6 separate regions of the Mus musculus genome follow, and regions 1, 2, 3, 4 and 6 are each linked to region 5. The links are chromatin contacts, called in public Hi-C, HiChIP or PLAC-seq and promoter capture Hi-C maps. All regions are on one chromosome and are shown on one strand. The core of a region is the stretch at or near the end of the contact, and the rest is flanking DNA. Distances in the headings are between cores, read along the strand shown.

Region 1 (3,242 bases), core at 711-3,210, 150 kb before region 5:
GAAAGCTCTCTGGCACATTTCTGGCATTCAGTAGACAATGCCTGTGCCTTGTTGAACAATGTCTGTATCCAAATCCTAAAAGATTTTACTTGTACCCAGCAAGGTCTGGATTGTTGTCTAAGAATACAAACAACTTTTCCTTGAACATGCTATGTGAGCTCTACAAGGAGTGGCTATTCCTTACATTTGCTGTTCTTTCATGTTTAGAGTTATCTTTAATTCTTCTAAGGTATTCTCCCCTTATTCTAGTCACCTATTAGTGTTAATAGTTCTTTACTGCAATGTGTTTTTTCTCTTCCGATGGAACCTGCTTCATACACTCCGAAGTAACATTAAAATGATCTGTGATGCTTAGGGTTGGAGGAAGTCCATATGTCCTCACAGGTCAGACTAAGATTGGACCTGGATATTAGATGAACAAAATGTTTTGAGAATTTAGTTAGCTAGAAAGGCAGCAAACGGTGATGCTATAAACACTGTCTGACCATATGACTTTACTGATCTACACTTTAAAGGATTTTACTCTAGTTCTCAGTGAATTTGTTATTAAAAAATAAAAATCTGGATTAATTTGTTGACCTTGGAAAATGTGTCAAAATCCAATATTATATAATGTGAATTTATAAATTATTAATGATAGCTATTATTTATTGAGAATTCAGTAATCTTCAGCAGTTAAATTTATTGGATCCATATAGCAATACAGATGTATACTTTGACTCTCTCTTGAAATAGAAAAAGAGATTGGCCTCACAGGTGATATATCTAGCAAATTTCAAACAAACAAACAAAAAATTTAACCTAGAACTTTCTGTGAGCCACAGCTTGTCAAAACCACTCCGCTTCCAAAAGCCAATCATAAGTTACCTTGGAAAACAAATAGGGTATTTTCAGTCTCTCAGTCAGAGATTTGGAGAAGAGCTACCACAAGAATCTGCAACATGTTTAGCAGCACACCCTGAGATACTGCCTGTACCATCAACCTGTTACTTAACCAGATATGGATAAACTAAGTGAACTCTGGAGATGAAATTCCCAGAACCTAAGTGTTAACAGAGTATCTAAAATGTAGCAGCCTTTATTCTGAGCTGAGTTGAAGGCAGATGAAATATTAACAGCAAGTTCTAGCAGCAGAAAATGAAATATGAGATCCTGTATCAGAAATTATTAGTAACCTGTTAAAAGAAATGCTGAAAAATGGCAGTTACCAAATTAAAACTGGGAAACAGAGCCCAAATGGGAAATTTCAAAAAGTTTGGAGGAAAATAAATGACAGATTGTCCTCTTGGCTCTTATTACTATGCCATCCTAAATCCTACTTGGCAATGGATGGTGGAGGTGAAATAAGAGCGGCATCCCTGCCAGCGTTGGTCCTCAGATTTGTAGTCCTAAGTGTCTGTGATGGTGTCTGGGGCTGACTGGAAACGTAGTTGGGAGTTGATAGCATTTGAGCTTTATCTAAATTGAAGAGCCTGGAGACTCTTATTATGAAAGGCTTCCTCTCATTTGTGAATTGGCCCCTTTGCTCCACTTTGGATGGCTGGCTTCCTCCATGCAGAGCTATACTAAATGTTCTACATGGGAAAGCTATTCTCCTTAAATGCCTTCAAATTTAAAGCATCTATCTGAATATGTTCATGTTTATGACTCAAAATATCTAACATCAAAAAGAAAGAGGGGGTACAAATAGAAAATGCCCAGCAGTAAATGAAGGAGATATTTTTCCTTCAGTAACTGAAAAAGAAAAATTATTTTATGCAGAGTTGTTGAGCATTTGATGCCAGAGGGGAGAAAAAGGGAAATGAGCTATAGAACCATAGAATCTTACTGTTGGCAGAAACAGCAGAGTTCATGCAGTCCTACCCTATCATTTTTCAATGAAGAAACTGAGACATGGGGAGTTAAGGGACTTGACTTGCCCAAGATACAGAGTTGTTTACTGACAGCCATGCCAAAAATATTTCCCAACTCCCCACACAGAACTCTGTATTTCAGCATGCTGCTACCACTCTCTGCTGAAAATTAACACCAATACAGCCCAAACACAGAGGAGTTCAGTGTCTGTGGAGACCAGGAGACGGATGATTTCAAGGTAGAAATCAGGATGGGAAAAGAACAGAGAAAGGATGACTGTCCGTTGTGACTCCTCACACAAGCTTTTCAAGCCATTTGCTGTGGGCTTACTGTCCCCTACCTCTCCACCAAATAGAATGAAGAAGAAAATAAACTTTTTGTAATATCTAAAGTTTGCATGTGTTCAAATCTGATTTGCCCAGGGAATTGTGCGTACATGCTGTGTCCGGATGTAGAGTGGTTTGTAGGTGGCACGCTTACTGTACCCTGCTATTTTCTTCAGCCTGATACAGTTTCTCTAACTCAGAAATGCTTCCCTGAAATCTCAAGTTAGTTTCAGGACAAGGATGGTTCCTATCCATGGCACACATCTAAGAATGACAAATAACTTTAAGATGTAAGAATTATCTTCTCTTAATCTTCATACAGAATTGAAATATTGTAGAACTTTAGCTCAGTTTCAAGATTTGGATGAAATAATTTCTGTTTTGTAACCATATGAGTAAGTGATAGTAAACCAGTCCAGATAACACAGTGAAAAGGACTCCATGGGCTCCCCTTGCAGGCCAGTCCAACAACCTTCTTCACAATAGAGCGACCAGAGATGAGAGCCTCGGCCACATGATGAAAAGTGCAGATGGAGGGCTTTGCATGAAAACCGATTATGTGCGAGAGGGCTCAGGAGAGGATCGGGGTGGAATTGGAAAGGAGCGGCCACTGAAACAGGAGAAGAAGATATGCTTGACCAGGTCTAGTAAAATATTCCCTGCCACAACCACTGTTCCATGAAGAGACTGAGCCAAGAGGCCTAAATAAACTAACCTGGGGGTCAGTGTTACCATTAATGTGGGAGGCATCATGGAGAGCACATCCGGACTTGTGTTACACAGTAATCACTGCTGGGTGTCAGCATTCATCAGCCAGATGGTCAGACCCACAATTAATCAATTAGGCTGGGACAATCAACTGGACTAAGTTTTCCCCTTTGGTAAAACAGCCTCATCATGTGGTCAAGGCCAATAGCACTTTTATCCTGTTGCTTTTGGAGTAGCTTCTAAAAATTCCCTCATTTTTTTTTTTCTTTTGGCCTCTGGTTACTAGACACTGTCAGGCTCCCAGTTCCTTTGATAACATGGATTCCCCAATCAAGGTTTTCACATAATAGATCA
Region 2 (3,015 bases), core at 25-2,524, 170 kb before region 5:
AATATTATGGAAGGTCACTTGGCATTTTTTTTTCTTGAGTCTGTTTTTCTAAAACCAGGCAATTACTCTATCATTTAATAAACCTTGCCTCAGAGTTCACTTGAAAGAAAGCTCATAAGATTTAAAGGGGAAAAAAAATCCCTAAAAATAAAAGTTAGGCTAGGCTAGGCCAGGGTGGGAAATTCCATTGTGGCTAGAAGCCCATGGCAGGTAGAGTGGAATTTAATGAAGGAAACTGCTGTGTTTTTGTGTCTTTCTGTATGTTTTTCCTTTAAAACCAAGAGCTGGGCAGGCATCCCATTCGACCTGACGTGACCCAAGCAAATTGCTTCTTATATAAAAACAACTGCAGACTTTGAGAATGTGAAAATGCACTGTATCCTTCTCCAACTGAGAGAAACGAAAGCCTGAGAAACAGGACGGCCCTGTCAATACTCATGGAGCAGAGCTATCACTCAAGCCTGATAAAGGAGATTAGAACAGGCTCCGGTGCCAGAGGGATACACACAAGTCGGGTTCTTTCGTTCTTTCTTTCTTTTCTGTTTTTTATTTTCTTAAATAAGAAAGGGCAGTGGATGGAAAACATTTTTTAGAGACAAGTTTTCTGTATAAGAAGGTAGTAATGTGCACAGTATCTTAAAGCTTTTGTGTGGAACTGGGTTTTAAATTTTGTTTTAAACTAGTATTTTACAAGAAGACAAAGAGAAGTGTTTCCCTTTTCCACCAGTCTTAGGCAAGCACCGAAGAGGAGTTCCGGGTGTGCCCACTGATACTGCATTCAGACGTGTTGCCTTGGCTTGTGTACTGACAGATTTATTTAAAAACCAAAGTTTAAAAAATGCATTGTGTGCTCGTGAAGTCTCTTCATAAATCTTTTCCTTTATGAATTATTTTGATCACAAAGCTGCTTGTTTAAATCGCTGAAGGACTATTCTCCATAAAAGAGAATGCCTTCATTTTCAAACCTTCAGTTCAGAAGCCAGCAACTTCCCCTGAACAGCATGCAGGGATCCAGAGGCTAGAGGAGAGGGGGCCGCAGATGTCCAGACTCTGACATAAGTCATAATTCAATTCAGAGTTGCTGCGGCTCACATGTTTTTAAAATTTGGACCTAGAGTCCATCCTTTAGTAATGGATGATTCAGTTTGAAATGGTGATTCTGTTTCTGGAAAAAAACAAACAAACAGGGAACACAGCCTTTGATGCAGCTGGGCTGTCAGAGGGCGGAAGGTTGGAATTAAAGTACTCTTCAAGCTGTTGCTGAATAATGAAGGGTAGGGCTTCCTCGTTGGGCAGTTACCACATTTCCCTTGGGAGTTCAGAGAACAAATATTACCTAATGTGTACAAAGACTTTAAAAATTAAGTTGATTACAAGCTGGCTTAAGATTGGATAAAGCAGTAAGAACTAAGGTCCACCAGAAGGATCAGAGAGTAAAGATCACTACCAGTAGTCACAGGCTGCAACGGACTCTCGGGACTTCTCACGGCTAAAGGGTTAAGGATCAACAGGAAGTAGTCAGTTTCTTAAAATGGCTAGCCTTTGTAAAACCATAACAAAGGAAGAACCTTCTACATAGAACATGTACGTACACCGATGAGCTGGACAGTAGTTAGCTATGAGTTTGGGGAAATTCTTGCCTAACTAAAACATAGAGTGCATGAAAGACCTCATCTCATAGTGCATTTGGTCACCATCCATCACCTGCAATATTGTTGAGAAATAAAGGCAAATAATTAACAATCCGTCTGTTACAGTGATTTGCTGGCGTGATAGGCCTGGTATAATAGTAGGTGGTTTACAGGCCAAAACTAGAAGAGATTAAACTGAAACAGAGTTCTAAAGGGCAGGAGAGATGGCCAAAATTGGACAAGGAGTTTCAGGTTCACTGATTTGAGAAATATTTTTGCTCACTCATTGCTGCAGTCTTTGATCTCCATTTTGCTGCCTCTTAATAAAATGACCAAGAATATGAGAAGAATCAACAGCAAGATCAATATGAGACCAGGGGGGGATATTAACTGGAGATATTAGAATTAGAATTGGTGGTATATGCCTAGACATCTTTCATCTCAGAACAGGTAGATTCAGGAAATGCTTGTAACTTGACTCTGAAGCCTGGAAACTTTCCCTAGTGCCTTGTATTTTTGTTTCTGTGAAATGGGATTCCGACCAAATAGTTCATTTAGTTTATTAATTGTTTATTAACAAACACTTGCTTAGAATGAGGCTGAAAGATCAACGAGGATGGAGAGACTCATTTTTGTACTGTGTGGCCAGCCTGTGTCACATGCCACCAATCTCCCAAGCAAATAAGTTCTTTAAGGTAGTTTTCTTTACTCGTAAGCCTAATTTCATTTGGACATAGTAATTGACTATATTTAGAAAGTAGGACACATGCCATTGTAACTCAGGTGCCATCCCCGGGCAGATGGTCTTAGATGCTCTAACAAAAATGGCTGCTCAAGCCATGAGTAGCACTCTTCCATGGGCCATGCTTCAGTTCTTGCATCCATATTCCTGTCCTGACTTCCTTCCATAGTGGACTAGTATGTGGAAGTCTCCCAAGTTGCTTATGGTCATGCTGTCTTCTTTTTTTTTTTTCCCACCCCCCCCCCATGCTGTCTTCTTACAACAAAGAAACATAAGACAACTGGAAAGATGAAAATGTGGTAAATTGATACACAAAATAGGATACCAATAAGCAAAGAAACCCAAAATAGAGTATATACACAACATTCTTGATGGATATCATAATCGTGTACAAAAGAAACCAGAACGTAAGAGAAAAAACTATCATGTTTACAAAGGTGTCTTGGTCTGGATTTTTTTGCTGTGAAGAAAAACCATGACCAAGGCAACTCTTAAAGAAAAACTTTTCTTTGGGGCTGATTAAAGTTTCAAAGGTTTAGTTCGTTACTATCATGGTAGGACTCATGGCAACATCAAGGTAGCCATGGTGCTTTAGAACCTAAGAATTCTACTTCTTGATCTGAAGACAGCAGAAGAAGAATG
Region 3 (3,364 bases), core at 834-3,333, 250 kb before region 5:
AATTACATTGATGTAATTTTACATGGTAAATATATTTATATTATCTAGTACTTGAATCAAATTTAATAAAGAGATATTTTAATCATTGTAAATAAAATTCACTTCTGGGATAGTAACATAAATGGAAGTATTATTTTAAAATCATGTCCCGGCTAAGTTGTCTTACTGACCTAGTAGCTTTGCTCACTGTAACATTATATCCTGACATATTAGCTTTAAGATGTTCAACATTTTAAAAAACAAGAATGCCTAATTAACAGAAGGGATGATGCTTTCCTTAGGATATTACTTAGAAATTTACACCCCTGATTTTGTATGGGGATTAATATTTTTTCCATGCAGGGATTTTAAAAAGTGTATATTAAATACTGGTCATCAACAAAATATAGGATTTCATCAGCATACACACGCAGATATCAAGAGATGCAAATATGAAGGATCCCTGCAAATATTTCTTCCTGTGTCTTCCTCCAAGAGGCCCTGTGATATGTGAACGTGTGAACGGGGATGTGTGATTGCATGTACATATGAAAGCCAGTGCATATCTAAGAAAACTAGCCTTTGTGTTTTAGCACTTTAAATGTTTGTTTTGAATAAATTTTTTCCACAAACTACTTAAAATTACATTTGAAAACTGAAAGGAACTACCAAATAATTGCCTACATTTACCACATTCAGAAAAATTTCACAAAAATGAATGTAGAAGACTACTTTGTTGTTCCCTTGAATAAGAGTCTTGCTCATGTTTAGTAGTAGTTTTAATACTGCAGAAACCTCCATGACTCGTGATAAGTTTGCTTGTTCCACTTCAGTTGCTTTTGTTCTTTTGATAGTTTATTCTTTCAAGCATGATGTTACATTACCATCTCAATGTCCTTGCCAATCTTTGGTTTAAAATTTAAGTGAATTTAGTACTCTTTGAAGAGTCGGATCCATATCCAAGCAAAGGACAAAAAAAATCTTTTTAAAAAATTTTTAAACCATAAACTAACAATCTTGCTTTTGTTACCTTTATGACATGTGTTTAAGAAGCTAAATTCTTAGTATCCTATCTAAGAAAAACTTTTGTGTCTATAATCCATTGGCACTATCTGCCATCATGGGTACTCATTTTAATTTACATTCTTTGTGAGTTTCTAGCACTGACTCTTTGAAAGCTTTATCCTTGACTAAGGAAAGGTGGCTCAGTGATTAGGGGAACTTTTTGCTCTGGCAGAGGAGGACCCCAGGGTTTGATTCCCAGCATTCACAGTGTGATCCACAGCCATCTGTAACACCCGTTCTGACCCTCTTCTGATCTCCTCAAGGAACTAAGTGGGCATGTGCTATACATACAAATGTGTACCAAAACACTCATATTCCTAAAATAATAAAATATAGACATGTAAAAGGAAGAACAAAGAGAGTATCCCCCACACTGTTGTGGCCATGGAACCTCGGGATTTGTGTGGCACTTCATCCACAGTGGTATATTCACAGATATTGTCCCCACAGTGTAACTTATGCACTAAAGAAGCTTTATACGGGAAAACTTCTTGTTGTTCTCTCAGCTCTACTTTCTCTATGATCAGACGCCCTCAGACCTTTCAGTCCAGACTTTTACCCAGAACTGACTTTCCTGGCTCTCACAGTCTTCAGTGCTTCGGAGTGTTTATTAAGCTTGGTCTTCTCTTGTAAATCATGTAAGTTTCATGGCCTTCCAGTTTTCTTAGTATATTCCTCTGGGGTTCACTGATTTCCACTGTGTGTAGCATTTCACAGCTGCTGTCATCAGCTGCTCTCCTCTGCTGAGATTGGTTTTTTCCTTTTTTAGACAGTCTCCCATTGCCAAGGCTGACCTCCAATTGTTATGTAGCTGAGGGTAACCTTATATTCCTGATAGTCCAGTTTCTTCTTCTCCACCACTGGGATTAGCCATGCGCCACTGCACCTGGAGCTGGTGGGCTTACTTTTTAATAATTCTTTGTTTGCTCAGTTTGGGTAAGTGTTAGTCCCAATAAATTTGCATAGTGGTTCATCTTTGAGTTTTAGTTCTTAAACTGCTGAGTAAAATGAGAAAGCAGCATCAACAGTGCCAGAAAGCTGAGTTCAGGACAAACTGAATGACCCCTTGCATCTCTGATGAATGAGTCAGAGATGAAGACATAGTAGTCAAAGAACATTTTAGCATCAAAGAAAAAGTAACCTTAACAAGCATCATAACCAAATAAAAGATAAATGATTATTAAAAATCTGATCCTAAAAGGTAACCACAAGAAAGAAACCACGGTTTAGATGTATAAATTTGTTAATCATTACATTTGATAGTCTTTCCAAGTTTTTCATATGTAAGGCAATACATTGAGCAATATGCATTCCTTGCCTAATTTTTCTTTACTACAAATTCCTCAGAGTACGTTTTCTGTTATTTCCACTATGCTGAACCAATGAAAACCAGGGCTTAGCAAGTTTAAGAGTATTGCCCAAGGCCATGAAAGAATTCAGCAAGAGGAATGCAGAGCCAGGATGGAAACCTAAGGTATGTTCTTAACTTTTGCAGCATGGTTCCTTCCAGTGTATGTAGTATCTTTTCTGGTTTATCTTACTTTAGAGAAAGCTCATGAAAGAGCTCAAAGTAATATGCTTCACCCTTCACTGCTATAAACACTTGAAAGTATACTGTTATAGAGACTAGTAAACATTTTGAGAAATGATTCTTTCCTCAAATTAGGAAGGTTTCATCTTCAAAGGCAGATAGTCATTTTTGGTTTATTGACATTGCAGAAGGGGGGATTATCTGAGGTTCTTCATGTAACATATTTTTAGAGAATAAGCAGCACTTTTGTATCTATAAATTACATGTTCATTTAACCAATATGACTCTAGGTGACTAAAGATGTTTCCATTGACATATTTCTTAATTACCAAAGGTTAAATCATAAACTAATATATTAAAATAAGAAACTCTGATACTTTTAGATAAATTTCATCTACTGAATGAATTTAAGACAAAGTGGCCACCTTTTGATATTTAATGTTCCTCAACGAAAAAGTATCACTTTATTTAAACCTGAAAGATTTAGCAGCCAATACATTAAATCTGATTTGGTCTCATACATCTGCAGTATACAGTGCTCTAAACTGTCAACTCAATGAATAGGAAGTACAGAGCCTGGAGCCAGCAGTGTGAGATAGAGGGAACACATAGAACATCTGCAGAAAATGTTTATTCACTTATTTAGTACAAGCAGATTTGCCATTTGTAACTAAGCCTTACTGTATCTTTACATTTGAAATAATAATCTCTTATGATATGTTCATTTTATAAATTCAAATTATTTGCTATATTGAGCATTAGAAAGCAAAGTAGTAATATTATCAAAGT
Region 4 (3,168 bases), core at 199-2,698, 220 kb before region 5:
CCATATCTGCCTGGATGCTGCCATGCTAAGTTGATGATAATGGATTGAACCTCTGAACCTATAAGCCAGACCCCATTATATGTTGTCCTTATAAGAGTTGTCTTGGTCATGGTGTCTGTTCACATCAGTAAAACCCTAACTAAGACAATATTTAACTGAGGATTATATATTGATACAATAATTTTCTTTTTATATACTTTTAGATTTTGGTTTTTTTTTCATTTGTTTTCTTTCTGGCACTAAGTAGTATCCAAATATTTTTAGTATTTGCACACCGTGCCAGTAAATGGTTATATTATCATTTATTTAATCAACACTCTATTGTCAGATAAAGTTTTCCATTCTTCACAATCCTAAGAAACATGATAAACAAACTTGCTTCCAAATTTGTATGTAGATTTTTGATTACTTCCTTTAGACCATAGATGTACACTTTCTGGGATAACAACATTCATATCCTCTAAGTTTTTGACACATGTTGCTAAGATAACTTGCCAGAACACTGAGCCAATTTCATTCTTTCTGTGGTAATTTCTTAAGAATTCCTTCTCGAGGGGATATTAAAACCCTGCAGTTTCTCCTCTCTGAGCACTGTCTCTTCTGTGGTCATAGCAAACCTACTTCCTCAAGTGTCAGGTTTATACCCAGAGCAACCAGATCATTCCTACAGTCATGGATGCTGCAATTAAGACAATGTAAGTAAAATAAACTGACAACAAGATTACTGTGGGTTTCTTTCAACTGCCAGGGCTGGACAAGCGTTGTCCACCCTGGATAAGAAACTAGAAAAATAAAGAAAAGCACTTTCACCTCCTATAGTCAAGCCACATGCAGAGTGGGAGGCACTGAGCCACAGGTTTATGTGATAAGAGTCCTGCCCTCTGAGAACCCACAACCCTATGTACAGTGATTCACAAGGCATAAGATGAATTTGGACTTCCAGGATGAAGCCATATGGTAAAGGTACTTAAACTGTATTGTGCAGACTGCAGGACACCTGTGATCTGTGTATTCAGGTGGTTGGTAAGAATGTCTTGATATTCATGGGATCTGGGAAACGAAGAACTGTGAATATGCTTATACGCAAAGGATTGGACAGGAGCAAATGGAGACAAGTTATAAACTAGAAATAGCCACTGTTGCTTAAAGAGAAAAACCCTACTTGTTTCCATGTCTCCCACTGTGTCTGGTCCAGGGACATATGTGTAACTCCTAGGATGGAAGGTTCTTCATTTGGTAGCTTAGTGTTGCTGAGGTTTTCAAGTAGCACAGGGAAAGAACACAAAGCGGGTATACAGAGCATTTTCTTGTGAGGACAATGGGAGAGTATTTGGAATTGGGCCTCTTGTGAAAAAATCAGAAAGGTTGCTAAGGACCTAGGACCTCCTGCAGTGTTAGAGCAGTGCAGTGCAGCTTGTCACTCTGCCAAGGGGTACAATGGGGAATGGGAGCTGCCTGACTGAGAGTTAAAGAAGTGAGAGGGCTCATTCTAGTGCCTGGGCCAGAAAAGCTGTCTTGAACATACTTAGCCAGCTAAAAGGGCCAGAGTTCGTAGGACTCCTGTAGCCATGACTCAAAACTTCCAGTAGTCCTTCTGAAAATGCATAATAAATGACACATAGTGAACATGTAAACAAGCTATTTAATAACATTTTAATGCTTGATTCTGATCTCTTAATTAAAATGTGCATAAAAGAAAACAGTGGTGGAACATCTGTGTGTGTTATTGGGATAGCAGGATTTATATTGCACCCTGGGCTTTTTGGTTCATTTCTCAGTGTATGTGATTGGAGGGGGAGGGGGAGTTGCTATGAGGCAGTTAGCCATTGAGTCCCAGAGAGTCTGTTTGCAGCCACCCTCTCTGTGCAGTGTCTGTGTCTTCTGTTTCCTCACATGAAGGGCTCTGGAGCTTGTTCTCTGCCTAAGGTAAACTGTTTTCATCACTAGACCTGAAAACTACCCTTCACCCACCCCTCTAACCTGAAACCCTGACCTAACCCTGACTCAGCCTCATTATCTCAGGAGATATACACAGCATTACCTAATGTTTGGAGCCTCTGTGGGTAATCTCAGAGAGTTCCGGGAAAAGCATAGTCCTTTGTAACTGTGACCTTGTGGTAATTATTACTCTCCTGGCCACTGTGGAAATGTCAGAATGTCAGAAGACAGAGATCCTACCCATTCCTGATTGTGGTTTTTTTCCATAACCATCATTGTCATCCTCACCATCCTTCTTGTTATTGATGTTAAGAATATATCAGAACGTCATTTTGCCCCATTGTTAAATGAAAGTACCAGCAATCACAAAGCCAAAAGAGTTTAAAATAACTCAGATCTTCTACTTAAAACTTGACACTATGAAATACTTTTGTTTCTATCTTTATTTAGATTGTATCTAATAAGCAAGAAGTTAATCTTTCATTAAACCACCACAAAATGTTACTTCACATCTATTATTCCCAAGAGAGTTCTATGTCATTTGTTCCATAAAAAGTTTTATCCAAATGTCCTTCTTAAATGCATAATAGTTAATAGTGCCCCACTTCATAAGGGCGACATTATGCCAGGATAGACTTTAACCTAACAGTCTTACAAATGGGCAACTGTTCATTCCACAGCTAGTTAACCAGATTCAGAGAGGTTTTTATAAATATTGCTAGTCCTTAGATTCAAATTCACATCTAGCTTTCATTTTCAAAGCATAATCTACCTATGATTTTAAGCCCTTCTGTTAAAATAACCGTTATTCTTCTGTTGCAATTGTAGTCTTGGAGGCTAACTGCCTCAGTCTGCTCACCTAGGCCTAGTTCTGGAAGCTTCTAGCCTCTATAAATCTAATCTAGCCCTAGAATGTTTTCAGTCTCTGAGACTTACTGCAGAATACACGTATCCCTTTTTATTTCTTTCTGATTTCCCACTGGCTGGTTCTGCTCAGCTGTTCTGGTTCAAACTCCTCTTCAAGCTGACTGATTCAATCTAGCTTCACTCAGTTTCTTACTGAATTTCTTTGCTTAGACTAATATTAACTTTGGCAACCTGTTCTAATCTTCTGGCTCCTTCTCACTCTCTGTCTCCTTCTCTCTCTCTCTCTCTCTCTCTCTCTCTCTCTCTCTCTCTCTCTCTCTCTCTCTCTCTCTCTTTCTCTCTCTCTCTCTAACCTGTCTCTGT
Region 5 (3,373 bases), core at 467-2,966:
TTGCCACTTTTTTGGGTAAAAAGTTAATTATGGAATTGGAGCTCCCAAAATACCAGTGGGGTACATCAGCTCATTTGATCTCCCAAGTTTTTGCATCCATCTGTGTAAAGGGCATCTCTGTGTCACTTGTCAGTTATAAAGGAGAGGTAGTAAGGGAGTAGGTGTTTATATTTTGTTTCTATGATATAAATTACCAAACTCCCAGAGACATTACTTGTCCCATCTATGATATATTAGTTCAAGCAAAATGTAGTCTAGACGGAGGTTTTCTCAACAATTCTGATTGCCATGTAGCTTTGTATTCTGTTTGATGTTTTGCCTATGCGTATGTATTTCCACTATGAATTTGTGTTTGTAGTAAACATTCTAGAATGCTTATCACTTTCAAATTAATCCTCTAACAAAAGAAAAGAGAAATCAGGACGGGAACTGTATGAGCAAAGTATAGTAAACAGTTTATCTTTTAATACATGCTGTACATTTTATATTTTTATACTAATATCCTTAACTTATAATCCCAGGGAAATGCTTTCTTTCTGAAAGTTCTGCTCTTAATGTGTTTATATTTTGAGTGTCGTTTGGTAATCATTTGAGGTACATAATGGACACTAAACTGAGCAGAGGGGAAATAGCTACAAGCGCCACCACAAAACCCTGAAAATGCAGACTAGGCTGAGCACCTAAGTGTGGCTCAGAGGGAAACAACTACAACAGTTGTCCACGAGTCAGAAACTCTCTCCTCCTCTTCCTCCCATTTATGGAAAAATAAAACTCATTCATTATCCCTGGGGCCGGACACTATAAGAAAAACTAGAGGTACATATATTTTCCCATGTGTATGAACTGTACGTCTATCTGTGTTTCTAAAGGGCACAGTGCTTATGGGGCAGAGGGCAACGCCTCACTAGTCAGCCCTCCTGGCTGGGAGGGCTGAATGCCTTGTGTTTGAAGTAACTTGATAACAAGGGGTCTTTTCGGGAACCCGTCTATGTGTGTGCTCCTTCAGTAATGACCCTCAAATTAAGCCTGGCACTGGGTGGCCAAGCTAGTACTTGACCTCATGGGAAGATACTAGAAGTAAGGGAAGTCTGGGCAAATCCAAAATTTCTAGGGCCGGTCACTTGTCACAGTTGCATGTTTTCTTGCGGGAAATTCTTGAATTCCACTCAAAAGTCTATATTTTTGTAGAATTTGTAAACGATCCTAAAATGAAAGTCACTCACCAAAAATAAAAGAAACTAAGTCTTTAAAAAGTTTTAGCTTAAAGGCAAGAGGCTTGGGGATTTTTTTCTGCCCTTGCTCCCCACCCCAGCCCCCACACATACTTTGCTTGGTTTCTTTTTCTTTTCTTCTCTTTTTTTCCCCTCTCCTGAATCCTTTTGTTACTGCAGCTGTTGTACCTGCATATTTGGTTTGTGTGTGTGAGTGTCCTCTCCTCACCCTTCATCTCTCTCCCTGTCTGCTGTTTGGGGTGGCCAGAGGATTTTCTGAGAGGGACAGAGGGAGGACTGGAAGAGGAAGAGGCTGTTGCTGAATGCAGCAGTACCCCCCCCCCCAAGTCAGGCAGCCCCGTCAGCTAGCTGTGCTGGGAGAGTACAGTGAGAGGTGATAGCTGTCATTCTGGGATTCTTCGTAGGTCTGACCTGAGAGTAACACACTCAACAGTCGAGGAGAAAGGGGAACATAGAGGAGGAAGAAAGAAACGCTCTTTGAGCTGGAATACACTGGCCCTTTCTTCCTGGAGGCAATCCGCTCTGGTTCTTGGCGACGTGTCCTGCACTATCAGATATCATATGACTTTTTATTTAGATTTCTTTTTGGAGAATGGCCTGTTAGGACTCTGTTTGTTTTCTTTTATTTAATTTCCTTCTCCCTTCACCCGCTAGTTTTGTGTATCTGTGTGTCAGAGTGTGTGCACGCATGCATATGTGTGTGCAGTTTTTATCTTTGTTTTTGTTCTGTTGATCGGATGCTTTATTTAAGGACAAAGCTTTAATTATTTCAGTATAGTGGTTTAATCATTTGCCAAAAAGAAACCTCATTCCAGGCTTTTGGGGGCTTGGGGTCCATTTTTAAACACATCCATTAACCCAGGAGGCTGCAGCTCCTGATGCCTGCTGGTCAGACCTTGGCCCACTCCCCCACCCTCACTTACCCCTCCTCCTCAGCAGCGTGCACAGCAGCGTGAGGTAGGAAACACCTGTGCGGAGTTGTGAGGGAAATAAAAGTAGAGGCAACTTCTTCAAATCTGGGCTCCTGCTTTCACTTTAATAAACTTTTTTTTCCGATCTTTGATTTTTTTTTTCTTTTCTTTTTGGCACCCTCTGTTGAGCTTGAAAACATCAGAGATAGTTAAGGATATGTCCGTGGCGCTTTTGTGAGGCCAGCTGAGCACCACTGGAAAGTGGAGCAGGAGTTGCAATCTATTCAGAGACTTAAGATTAAGTAAGAGATTTAAATAAGGTCTTTGAGATCTGTGCGCTGCTCGGTCAGGGTTTGGTGATAGGTGGTAGATGGGGTATTTAGGGTATTCAAGGCAGGGAGAGAGAAAATCCCAAACTGGAGAAAGACGAGCAGTTTTGCTGCAATTAGTACTTTTAAAACCTTAACTCAATCGAATTTTTATTTTATGTATCTCAAAATTTAGCTGACCAATATGTGATCAGCTATCTTTCCATGCTTGCTGTGCAATTATACTGACAATTCTTGCTGAATTTACCCTATAATTTCATGTATTTTTTTAGTTTTGGAGAGTTCAGATTTTAGTTAGAAAAAAAAAAAGCATAACTTCTCTCGATATGCCTAAAGTGGTCTATACATTATTCTTGCCATACTGAACATACTAGATTCTGATTGTATGTGTATGTTTTTGTGTTACAACACACAAGACTGCCTTAAAGACTCAGGTGACCGCTACATCCTTCAGACCTGTAGATTTTAGCTTCTTGTTACTTGTTCTGAAATTATTTTTCATGGACCTTTAATGTGCAATGTCTTTTTTTTTTATAACCAATTGTGAGTTTTGTTGAAACTTGAAGAGAAATTTATTCCACCCCTTTAAGAGTACCCAAAAGGGAAGGGAGAACTATTCTCTTTCAGCTCAAAAAAAAAATTTTTTTTAGAAACCTTTTTCCCCCAACGGAAAACTCCAAAACAGCTCTGTCTCAGAACGTTAAACTTGGCATGGGTAAGAAATGTGAGTTTTGCTTTGTTTGAGGAAATTTGTTTTCGAGACAACAATGTTATAAATATTTTTAAATTGCCTGCTGAGCATGCGCTGTCTCTGACTTTATTCATAGTTTTAAATACACACCAATGCAATCTTCTGAATGGCCACAGGTAAGGCTGTCGGTTTGTGGGATTCTTCTCTGAG
Region 6 (2,929 bases), core at 143-2,642, 200 kb before region 5:
AAACAACAACAACAACAACAAAACAAACAGAGAAGGACAGTCCAGCCAGTACTCTGATGAAGTGTCATGAAAGCTGGCGTACACTGTCCATTGCTTGCTTTGCCATCACTGTCACAAGACTGAACATCCCGAACATGGTTAGCAAACAGCCCAAAGCAAGGAGAGACCAGTTTGCTTATATTTATAAAATGTTTAATGAAAAGTACAGTAAAATTCAAACAGAACTACAAATCCTTGTAGTGACCAAAAGTTTGATTATTTTTTAAGCAGATCACAATAATTAACTATGAAACTGAACTTTCTCTACACAGAGTGTATTGTATAAAGGGTTAGCAGATCATTTATTACTGGCTGCATCTGGTTAGTGATCATCAAGTTAAATATTCAGGCACTCACCAAGTCACCAGTCAGTAGGGTCTAATTGTGATTTCATTCCCAAAGGAACCGTCTTTTACTTTCTACGATCAAGCCAGGGTCCCAGGGGAGGGACAAGTGTATTCTTTTCTGTGATTAGCATATTGTCATATATTAGGTGAAACACATACCAAGACTTATGGTATCCTTTTCCATTTCAGACTCTTTTATCATCAGCAATTGAATATTTCACACAACTTGCTGGCTGGTAAGTAAGATTTCATTGTCTCTCAATTGCAGGCCAGAATTTTGAAGTCCAAAGAAATAAAGTGTATTCATATCAAGTTTAGCAACTCCAGACAAACAAGAAGTAAATCTAGGGGCTGTAGTGAATTTACCACCACAAGATTAAATTTGAACAGAATGTATTTTGATACTGATAAGATATAAAAGAATAAGAATCAATATCACAATATTGGTAAACATTTTGAATGACTTTAGTAGACATGGGGGGAAAAACTAAAGGACTTGTTTGGAGGTCTTTCTGGAAATAAATTTTTCTATAGAGACAGAAACAGAATAAGGTGAAGATAGCGCCTGATGCTCCCTGTGGAGAATGCAGTCATTTTGACATTAGGAAAACACACAGGAAGTCTTTCAAACATACTTTTTGTCTCTTTGAATTTCTGGTTTATATTATATAATCTTTTGTAAATCTGAAATGTATTTGCCTCTTTTGAATCTTAAAAACAGACATAGCCACACTTGCATATATCCCCAAGAAGAAAAGGGAGCGGCCTGTGGAGCTACAGATAAACATGTCTGTTACTGGAAATTAATAGTGCCAAGATAATGCAAACACAGGTTTAGAGTTTGGCTGCTTGTCTTCTGGTGAGACTATGTGAAGTTTCTAGAAGGGTAGTGTAGCATTGTGTCCTTGAACAGTCTTGGTAGTAGGTGCCTGGAGGAGAGCAAGGCAGGATGGGAAGGTAGGAGACAGCCAGAAAGAGCTGAGTTTGCTAGAGGCTGGCAGGCTGTAAACTGTAATGACAAATGTGCTCCAGAGGGAGGGGGAGGGAAGGAACACCTCGCTTGGCTTCTGGCTCTCTTCTGCCTGGCACTCTAGTCCTGTTTAGTCATAAACAGCAGAGTCATCCAAACCTTTAAAGTTACACTCTTGACTGCACTTCATATGAATGTGCAGTAAATGAAGAAAATCATCTCTTAGGGTGAGACAGAGCTTTCTGTGGGGAATTTCCATGCTCCCTGCACATGATCCATAGTTGTCACCGTTACTGTTTCTAATTCTGTCACCACTCTATCTCTGTCCCTGAGCGTGTCCTGCTTGCCACCGAAGGCCATGGCTTTAGGACTGTTATTCTTTCTCCCGTCCCCAGCCCCGACTCCCTGCTTTACTTGTTTTGCTACCCAAGGTAAACCTGCTCTGAGTGGGAGCCCAGAGGCACAATGAACAGGCCTACTTGGTAACTTTAACTTGTTCTCTCTTAGCATTACTCACAAAATGATATCAGCACAGAAAAGCCACAATTCCACACTATGGCTGACTTGCAAAAGAAGCAGATTCCTCCCCAGTGTTTTCTGTTTCTGTGATCAGATGAAGTATAAGTTGATGGGCTTGGCCTTTGGGTGTATCCGCTTTCAGGCACGAAGATACAGGGCGGAGGGAAGGAGTGGGCAGTGCTGTGTGCTTGCATTTCTCTGTTTTAGTACATGGAAACCTTCTAGAGGAGGGAGCACATCTTGTCTAGTAATGAACAATTATTTATTTCATTTAAAAATGATACTTGTTCATTAAAAATAATTTGGAAAAATACATAGGAGTAAAATGAAGAAAAATTAAAATAATTATATCTATAATTTAAATCTAACCATTAATACCTATTTGATACATTTTCTAACTCTCATTTTCTTCTGAGGACATAGTTTTCGAATATGCTGTGCTTGGAATTCCTCTGTAATTTTTTTGTTCCTTTTTTAAAAATTTAACTTAAGAATTTTTCATTTAGTTACAAAGTCTTTATAGACATTCTAAATAAATAAATTCTATTCCTATAATCAAAATGCCCACAAAAGCATTATATTTTACTTTTTCCATTTCTATAGTCCCTTGCATATGAACAATGTGTGAATCAGTCTGTAAATAATGGATAAATGATTGAAAGTTCAAATGAAGTATATATTTTAAGATGATTTTTCAAAATTTTCAAATCCATGAATGTAGGCAGATTACGGTAATGAACTCCTGTGCATTCATCATCTGGCTCATTCACTGCTTAACCTGTGGCCTGTCAGTTTCCCACTGTATTGCCTTGTTATTTTGAAAAACTCAGATATCATGACAGTTAATTAATTAGCCAATATTTCTGGTTCATTAGGATGCTTTTACATGTTGATGTTTTTAAAAGTTTCAGAAAAGCAATTCTCATCATTATATGGAACACTGTTTCTCTTCTTCGTGTCTTGGCCTCATGTCTTCTCATATGTAGCAACTGACTGGAAATATCTCAGCAGCTTGTGCCATAGCACCCTCAGGCACATGTGCTAGCCAAAGGAC

What was found. A called contact is a pair of places that touch in the nucleus more often than the background predicts. HiChIP or PLAC-seq counts read pairs in DNA pulled down with a chosen protein or histone mark. Capture Hi-C pulls out chosen DNA fragments and counts their contacts.
Region 1: a promoter capture Hi-C map of adipose tissue shows a contact between it and region 5. The contact joins two enhancer-like sites. A contact is called at or near these places in 18 of 484 Hi-C or Micro-C datasets (the C2C12 cell line, the G1E-ER4 cell line, the HL-1 cell line and 9 more), 6 of 115 datasets of contacts at active chromatin or transcription factors (astrocytes, cardiomyocytes, embryonic forebrain and 3 more) and 3 of 9 other capture datasets (adipose tissue, liver and pancreatic islet).
Region 2: a Hi-C map of forebrain shows a contact between it and region 5, with 2.9 times the contacts expected there. The contact joins two enhancer-like sites. A contact is called at or near these places in 1 of 15 datasets of contacts at CTCF or cohesin (the NIH/3T3 cell line), 4 of 484 Hi-C or Micro-C datasets (Sertoli cells, cerebral cortex, forebrain and 1 more), 3 of 115 datasets of contacts at active chromatin or transcription factors (embryonic hindbrain, forebrain and heart atrium) and 3 of 9 other capture datasets (adipose tissue, liver and pancreatic islet).
Region 3: a promoter capture Hi-C map of adipose tissue shows a contact between it and region 5. The contact joins two enhancer-like sites. A contact is called at or near these places in 4 of 484 Hi-C or Micro-C datasets (myocytes, nephron progenitors, uterus and 1 more), 4 of 115 datasets of contacts at active chromatin or transcription factors (embryonic midbrain, fibro-adipogenic progenitors, heart atrium and 1 more) and 3 of 9 other capture datasets (adipose tissue, macrophages and pancreatic islet).
Region 4: an H3K4me3 HiChIP or PLAC-seq map of neural progenitor cells shows a contact between it and region 5, with 4 times the contacts expected there. The contact joins two enhancer-like sites. A contact is called at or near these places in 2 of 39 promoter capture datasets (hippocampal neurons and liver), 1 of 484 Hi-C or Micro-C datasets (ventral hippocampal neurons), 6 of 115 datasets of contacts at active chromatin or transcription factors (embryonic forebrain, embryonic hindbrain, embryonic midbrain and 3 more) and 2 of 9 other capture datasets (adipose tissue and pancreatic islet).
Region 6: a promoter capture Hi-C map of adipose tissue shows a contact between it and region 5. The contact joins two enhancer-like sites. A contact is called at or near these places in 6 of 484 Hi-C or Micro-C datasets (muscle stem cells, uterus and ventral hippocampal neurons), 3 of 115 datasets of contacts at active chromatin or transcription factors (embryonic forebrain, heart atrium and stem cell-derived neural progenitor cells) and 1 of 9 other capture datasets (adipose tissue).

The regions. Positions count from the first base shown.
Region 1 is chr16:43,358,346-43,361,587 of GRCm38.p6, forward strand. All of the region lies in intron 4 of Zbtb20 (zinc finger and BTB domain containing 20), which reads left to right. The region is part of intron 1 of Gm9968 (predicted gene 9968); the gene reads right to left. Among named protein-coding and RNA genes, the nearest start is that of Gm9968, 3.7 kb to the right of the region's middle. Within about 2 kb of position 1,961, at least 14 of the 459 cell types and tissues checked have an H3K27ac peak or open chromatin away from gene starts, as enhancers often do. A contact at or near this core is called in adipose tissue, liver and muscle stem cells, where this site is marked.
Region 2 is chr16:43,334,252-43,337,266 of GRCm38.p6, forward strand. The region is part of intron 4 of Zbtb20 (zinc finger and BTB domain containing 20); the gene reads left to right. Among named protein-coding and RNA genes, the nearest start is that of Gm9968, 28 kb to the right of the region's middle. Within about 2 kb of position 1,275, at least 106 of the 459 cell types and tissues checked have an H3K27ac peak or open chromatin away from gene starts, as enhancers often do. A contact at or near this core is called in adipose tissue, cerebral cortex, forebrain and 2 more, where this site is marked.
Region 3 is chr16:43,254,633-43,257,996 of GRCm38.p6, forward strand. The region is part of intron 3 of Zbtb20 (zinc finger and BTB domain containing 20); the gene reads left to right. Among named protein-coding and RNA genes, the nearest start is that of Gm9968, 110 kb to the right of the region's middle. Within about 2 kb of position 2,084, at least 23 of the 459 cell types and tissues checked have an H3K27ac peak or open chromatin away from gene starts, as enhancers often do. A contact at or near this core is called in adipose tissue and nephron progenitors, where this site is marked.
Region 4 is chr16:43,285,168-43,288,335 of GRCm38.p6, forward strand. The region is part of intron 3 of Zbtb20 (zinc finger and BTB domain containing 20); the gene reads left to right. Among named protein-coding and RNA genes, the nearest start is that of Gm9968, 77 kb to the right of the region's middle. Within about 2 kb of position 1,449, at least 54 of the 459 cell types and tissues checked have an H3K27ac peak or open chromatin away from gene starts, as enhancers often do. A contact at or near this core is called in adipose tissue, embryonic forebrain, liver and 2 more, where this site is marked.
Region 5 is chr16:43,504,820-43,508,192 of GRCm38.p6, forward strand. The region is part of intron 5 of Zbtb20 (zinc finger and BTB domain containing 20); the gene reads left to right. Among named protein-coding and RNA genes, the nearest start is that of Gm15713, 86 kb to the left of the region's middle. Within about 2 kb of position 1,717, at least 90 of the 459 cell types and tissues checked have an H3K27ac peak or open chromatin away from gene starts, as enhancers often do. A contact at or near this core is called in adipose tissue, cerebral cortex, embryonic forebrain and 8 more, where this site is marked.
Region 6 is chr16:43,301,994-43,304,922 of GRCm38.p6, forward strand. Zbtb20 (zinc finger and BTB domain containing 20) reads left to right here. Exons shown (of 11, transcript NM_001285805.1): 4 at 576-622. Among named protein-coding and RNA genes, the nearest start is that of Gm9968, 60 kb to the right of the region's middle. Within about 2 kb of position 1,393, at least 77 of the 459 cell types and tissues checked have an H3K27ac peak or open chromatin away from gene starts, as enhancers often do. A contact at or near this core is called in adipose tissue, heart atrium, muscle stem cells and 1 more, where this site is marked.